Regions from separate parts of the Rattus norvegicus genome. Here region 1 is linked to region 2. The links are chromatin contacts, called in public Hi-C maps. All regions are on one chromosome and are shown on one strand. Each heading gives the region's core, a stretch centred on a gene start, on an enhancer-like site or on the middle of the called end of the contact. The rest is flanking DNA. Distances are from core to core; before and after follow the strand shown. Region 1 overlaps Scarb1 (scavenger receptor class B, member 1). Region 2 holds the start of Scarb1 (scavenger receptor class B, member 1).

Region 1 (3,226 bases), core at 333-2,832, 47 kb before region 2:
AGCCCCAACACTAAGCGAAAGCTCTTCTCAGAAAATATTTCCACACAGTGTGGTGGTAAGTTTTAAACATCAATTTGACATAGCCAGAATCTCCTGGGAAGAGACTCTTACTGTGTGGAATTGTCTGGATTCCCTTAATTGACATGGGAGGATCCAGCCCACTGTGGGTGGCACCATTCCCTAGGTTTGGGTCATGGACTATTTAAGAATGGAGACAGCCATCTGAGTTGTAGGCGTGAGTGCATTCAGTTTGACTCTCTGCTCTCGTAAGTGCCTTGACTAGCTGCCTGGAGTCCTGCTTTGATCCCCAACCCCAGCCACAAGGATGGACCATAATCTGAAATTATAAGCACCATTTCTTTTCTATTTTATGCAGAAGCATCTGCTCAGAGGCGCTTCTTAGGTCGAAGTTAAATTCCCTGATTTTGATCATTGTGACTGTGTCAGAAGAGGCCTTTGCTTTTGGAGAACACTCCCTGAAGGACTGAAGGAACGGGGCACCTGGCCTGCATCCTGCTCTCACAGGATTCTGCCGGGCTGGATGACTTTCCAGCTCTAGGGATTCTCCACTTTTCCAGAGCTGGGTTTTGAGGCATACACAGCTACGTGGGTTCTGGGGCTGAACTCAGGTCCTTTTGCTTGACTGGTGTGCACTTTACTGATTGAGCCATCATCTCCCCAGCCCCGAGCCATCTCAGTCACCTGTGCCACCGACAGAGGCCACTGGTTTGGCAGGGCTGAAGATGTTTTCTCTAAGTCTGAAATCCTGTTTAGGGACTGGGGCATGACTCAGTATCCGACCATTTAAACTTAGTGGTTGTGAGGCCCTGGGTTTGATTATCAGCGCGTGCGTGTGCACACACACACACACACACACACACACACACACATACACACACACACACACACACACCCGAATAAGCAATTAAATAACTGAATCAATGAATGAATGAATGAATGAATGGGCTGGAGAGGTGGTTCAGTGTTCGATTCCCAGCATCCACATAGGGCAGCTCACAGCCACCTGTTACACAGCTCCGGGTAATCTGACACCCTCTGCTGGCCTCCTCAGGAATCTGCACTCATGTGCACACAGTCACACTGATACACATAATTAAAAACCAGTAATAAAATGTTAAAAAAAAAAAAAAGAAAGAAAGAAAAAAAAGAAAAGAAAAAAAGAATCAAAAGTTATGCTTTTGAAAGTCCCCAATGAGACACAGTCACCAAATCACGCAGACTTTGCCCACCCCATCATGGCTGTGTTGACACCTGGCACGAAGCATGACTGTCTGTGTTAGCTAGAGAGGCAGAGGGCTCAAAGATCAGCTTGGCGAGTCCCCAGGCCAAGGTCATCACCAGTGTGGCCAGATTGGAACACCACTTGGGAATGGGTCTCTGAAGACCCACCATGTCTTCCCAGGCCACAGTTGGGACCCTGGGATGGTAGAGCCCAAGCTACAAGACCTTGAGTGACCCTTTTCTACCATCAACCATCATCACTGCCACCGTGACTGAGTCCCCCAGTGACCTCCTAAGTCACCTCTCTCAGGTATTCTGTCACAGTGACAAGAAAAACCGCTGAGTCATAGTACACAGAGGGCCAGACCTTTGAGTACACTCCCCAGGAGCTACCTGAGTAGACCCTGAACTATCTCAGAAGCAGATTTCCCTGTTCGGAGGCAGGGGATCCCTATACGAGGGTTACCTGCAGGCTTCTGGGCTGAAGAATTCCAGTGAGGATTCGGGTGTCATGAATGGTGCCCACATCTGCCCGGCAGTACCATTGATCATGTTGCACTGTTCCGAATGCCAATAGTTGACCTGAAGGACAGGATAAGACATAGCCTTGAGGGACAGCCACAGCTTGCACCCAATACGTGTTCTGGTGCAAACACTGTCATACCCAAACCTGTGAGCAGGCTGTGTAGATGGAGCATCCAGCCCAGCTTCCTGCTCCCCACAGTGGGGCCAGAACGTACGGTATTGCTGGGGACTCAGTTAAGCCATCTGTACAATGGGTCCACTGCCCACATTGTCCTGTTTCCTGCCCCATTAGAAGTCAACATACACACTCCCACGAATGAGGAAAGCTGGGAGATGCCAGGAGAGCTATTAAGCTGATAGCAGGAAGGGCTGAAGACCTGGAAACTGGGATCCATCAGAGTACCCGCCTCTAGCCAGGGAGACCGGGACTCAAAACCAATTCTCGGGCCAGCTATGGTAGCACATGCCCTAAATTCCAGCGCTTGGGAGGCAAAGATAGGTGGACCCCTTGTGATGAGTTTGAGGCTAACTTGGTCTCTACAGTGAGTTCCAGTGAGACCCTGCCTCAAACACGAAACTAAATGATGCACTTCCCACTGTCCTTTGCTGTAAGAGATCTTTCAATCGGGCTTCTCATATTCGAAAGGAGCTGATGAGGGGCTGGAGAGATGGCTCAGTGGTTAAGAGCACCAAGAGCACCGGCTGTTCTTCCAGAGGACCCAGGTTCAATGCCCAGCACCCACACGGCAGCTAGCAACTGTCTGTGATTCCAGTTCCAGAGGCTCCAAGGCCCTCACACAGAAATGTGTGCAAAACACCAATGTCTACAGAATAAGGGCTGGATTAATATCAATAGCACCCACTAAGAATGGCCGTGGGCGGGGTTGGGGATTTAGCTCAGTGGTAGAGCGATTGCCTAGGCAGCGCAAGGCCCTGGGTTCAGTCCCCAGCTGGGGGGGGGGGGGGGAGAAAAAAAGAAAAAAAAAAAGAATGACTGTGGGCTGGGTGTGGTCACACACAGCTATGATGCAAGGGAACTGAGACAGGAGAATTGAAAGTTTGAAGCTAGCCTGGGGTACACACTGAGACTTTATTTCAGAATAAAAGAAACTGAGAAGAAAAAGAGTAGAGACAGTGAGATCAGCAGGGAAAACTTGCCCCAGTGAGGGGCTGGGGTGTGGCTCGGCGGTAGAGCCCCTGCCTAGAATCCCCCAGCGAGGGGCATAAGTGTAGCTCAGCGGTGGTGCCCTTGTCAAGGATTCACAAGGCCTGAGCTCCATCTTCACTACCTGGGCCTCTGGGCAACACAACAGAACAAAACCACATTACACATAAAGACGCCCCAAGGAGAAAAGCCAGCTGCAAAACAGCACATGACAGGATTTTTGTGTATTCGAAAAAGGAAGGAAAACATGTTCCTCTGGGCACACAGAGGCGTGGTGGTGGGTAAGTGGCCAGG
Region 2 (3,114 bases), core at 262-2,761:
TACCCACTACAGGCTGGCTGAGCAGGAAGCCCAGTACACGTGACGGGTACACATGGCCAGGTCCTGACTGAAACCAAGGGCTCCTACTGAGATGATGCTGTCACCGCTACTTTGCTGGCCCTAACAGAAAGGCCCAGAGCAGTTCGGATGCTCCAACAAGAATGATCTTCCCTCCACCCAAGACACCATAACTCCTGGGACGCTGGAACTTCTTGGCAACTATAATCTTCACGTACAGGAGTTGAAAATCCAAAGCAATAGATATGTCAGTGTGGCCAAGAGGACTTAGAAATGCCCATCACAACTCCAGGAAAGCCACCTGTGGCTCCATCCGGAAGACCAGCCAGGACCTGGGAGGTGGCGGCCAGCCAAAGAGGGAGTATCCCTCATTCATTCCCTCCTTTCAGCGGGCAATGGGACACAGTACATGAAGCCATTCTTAAACTCCCAGTAAACAAACCCGCTAAGAGGTGAGATGTCAGTCAATCCTGTGACAACAGCTTCTTGGGGATCCCAGGTCCAGTTCGAACTGGTTGTTCCCTGAAGGCCAGCCTCCGTTTCCCCTTCCGTGGGAACTCAGCATGTCAGAAAAAACACTGGAGATTTTTTTACTCGGTAATCTCCAGGACTTACTTAATGAGCTCTGGGCTCATTCGGAGGACACCGGATCCCAGGGCAGAGTCTGTAGCTGGACCGGCACCGCCCGCCTAATATCGGTCCCCGGTTGAAAGGGCAAAACAGGGCCTAGGGCTGAGATCAAGGGAGAGGCCCGGCTGCCTGCCCTCGGCAGACCCGAGTAGTGTCTGCCTCTGCCAGTGCGTGGGAGCAGAAAGCTGCTTAACTCTCGAGATTGGCTGGCAGTGTGGGGGCGACCCAGGGCATCTTTGGGGCATCTAGGCGGGAGGAAACAGGCAGAGCACCCAGAGAACTGGGCGCCCTTAGAAGCCTCACAGATGTACTGGGGTTTAGCACAGCTCTTGAGGTTACTAGGTCCAGTCACCAGTCGGTGTGTGCTGAAGGGCCAGGCCACACTTCTGCTTCAGTGAGGATCAGGCCCCTGGGACGCTAGTGACTCAGACCTCCAAGGCTCTGGGGTGAGCCTGGGCCTCTCAGGTGGTGAGAAGGTAGCACCACCGTCCCATCCTGCGTCCCGATCCTCCTCACCCCAGGACCCTTCACTCACCTTGAGCACCTGCTGCTTGATGAGCGAGGGCACCATGAGAATCATGATAACGCCGAGCGCAGCACACAGCAGCCCTAGAACGCCCAGCCCCAAGGCCACCCAGCGTGCCCTGGAGCTGACGCCCATGTCCGCGTGCGCGGCCGAGAGTCGCTGGGCTCAGGACCTGAAGGGGACGGCGACAGAGGCGACGGAGGCCACAGAGATGACAGAAACCGAGCAGCAAGGTGTGTGCCTGACAGTGGCCAGAGCAGCAGTAGCCCTGCAGGTGGCCAGAGGTTTTATGCGCCATGGCCCGGGCAGCCCGCCCCCGTGTTCGGCGCGGGATTCCGGCTAGGGGTGGGAAAAGGCGGGGAGTGGGCGGTGCTCTGATGGTGAGGCGTGGGCGTGGCCTATGTCGGGAGCCGCCCCTCCGAAGTGCTGGGCTTTCCAAGCTCTTGCAGGGTCTGTATATCCGCTGTGTGTTTCCCCCACGCTTCCTGCTCTTGTCGCTGGCCTAGGTGGGAACCGATGCGCTCACCACAGAGGGCAGAAGTCCCTGGCACCGTCTGCATCCGCTACACCCCGCTCCTGCCACCTCTTCTCTCTTCCGACTCCTGCCAATGCCTCCCGCTCCCCTGCATCAATTGCAGTCGCCAGGGCCAGCCTCCGGGCCATGCACACCCTCCACTCAATTCCGTATCCCTCGGGACCTTTTGCATTCCCTGCACTCGGAACTCCGTATCCCTTTGGGCTTTTGCACATTCTCCATTCTGTGTCCCTCGCGGCCTTGATGCACTGTCCCCTCGGAATTCCGTGTCTCCCAGGACCTTCGCACACCCTTTGCTCAGAATTCCGTGTCCCTCGAGGCCTTAAGCACACCCTCCACTCAAAACTCCAGGCCCCAGACACACGCTGGGCCCCTGATTCCATCCAGGAAGGTGTTTGAGGGGCTTATCAGGATGCCGGGCCACTATGCTCCCTGCTGACTCTTCCTTATCACCCAGAGCCACCAGCTCAGCTGAACTCAGTTCTGCGTTCTTTGGCCTTAAGCCCCACTCAGGATACCTGCAGGGTGGTGGGGACTCTGTCTTGCCCTGCCCTGCCCTGCCCAGTGCCCAGTTAGTTCATTCCCAGCCCACAGCCAGAGCCTTTAACTCTAAGCACTCCCTGTTACAGCCAAAAAACAGAGACATAGGGTAACTTCCTCAGTGAGGGCAAGGCGGCCTGCTTCCCACTCAGGACACAAAGGATAGATATGCAGCTGAGAAAACCCAGCCCCACACCTGTCAAAACTGAGTCCTAGCTCCCGTTAAAACCCAGAAGGTCTCCTCTTGGGAACCACCTTCAGCAACATGACCCAGAGTCAGGATTTACTCAACACCTAGTAAGTTCTGCAGAAACAGCCAAGTCATCTTTCCAGCCCTGACAGATTCCACCAGACACACAAGAGTAAGCTGGAGGACTGGAGAGATGGCTCAGCAGTTAAGAGCACTGACTGTTCTTCCAGAGGTCCTGAGTTCAAATCCTACCAACCACATGGTGGCTCACGACCATCTGTAATGAGATCTGATGCCCTCTTCTGGTGTCTGAAGACAACTATAGTGTACTTATATGATGAAATACACATCGATAGACATGGTTCAGTGGTTAAGAGCACTGGCTGCTCTTGCAGAAGACCTGGGTTCAATTCCCAGCACCCGCACAACAGTACACAACATCCTTAATGGATGGAACTTAAGTTCCAGGGGATCCGATGCCCTCCTCTGACCTGGTGCACAGACATACATGCAGGAAAGACAATTGCATACATAAAACAAGTAAGTCTAAGACAAAAACAAGCTCTAGCCGGATGGCCAGCCAGACTTCTCTGACCAGTGAGACCCGGTACCCAGTAGGTATATTCTGTCTCGAACAGCACATTCTGGTACACCCACACAAACATGTGTACACAC

Evidence for each region. A called contact is a pair of places that touch in the nucleus more often than the background predicts.
Region 1: a contact with region 2 is called in a Hi-C map of liver, with 1.8 times the contacts expected there. The contact joins the enhancer-like site here to the promoter of Scarb1 in region 2. A contact is called at or near these places in 3 of 12 Hi-C or Micro-C datasets (hepatocytes, kidney and liver).

The regions. Positions count from the first base shown.
Region 1 is chr12:37,003,012-37,006,237 of GRCr8, reverse strand. Scarb1 (scavenger receptor class B, member 1) reads right to left here. Exons shown (of 13, transcript NM_031541.2): 6 at 1,709-1,824. Among named protein-coding and RNA genes, the nearest start is that of Scarb1, 47 kb to the right of the region's middle. Within about 2 kb of position 1,582, at least 2 of the 93 cell types and tissues checked have an H3K27ac peak or open chromatin away from gene starts, as enhancers often do. A contact at or near this core is called in hepatocytes and liver, where this site is marked.
Region 2 is chr12:36,955,893-36,959,006 of GRCr8, reverse strand. It overlaps Scarb1 (scavenger receptor class B, member 1), which reads right to left and starts at 1,511. Exons shown (of 13, transcript NM_031541.2): 1 at 1,184-1,511. The coding sequence starts at 1,309.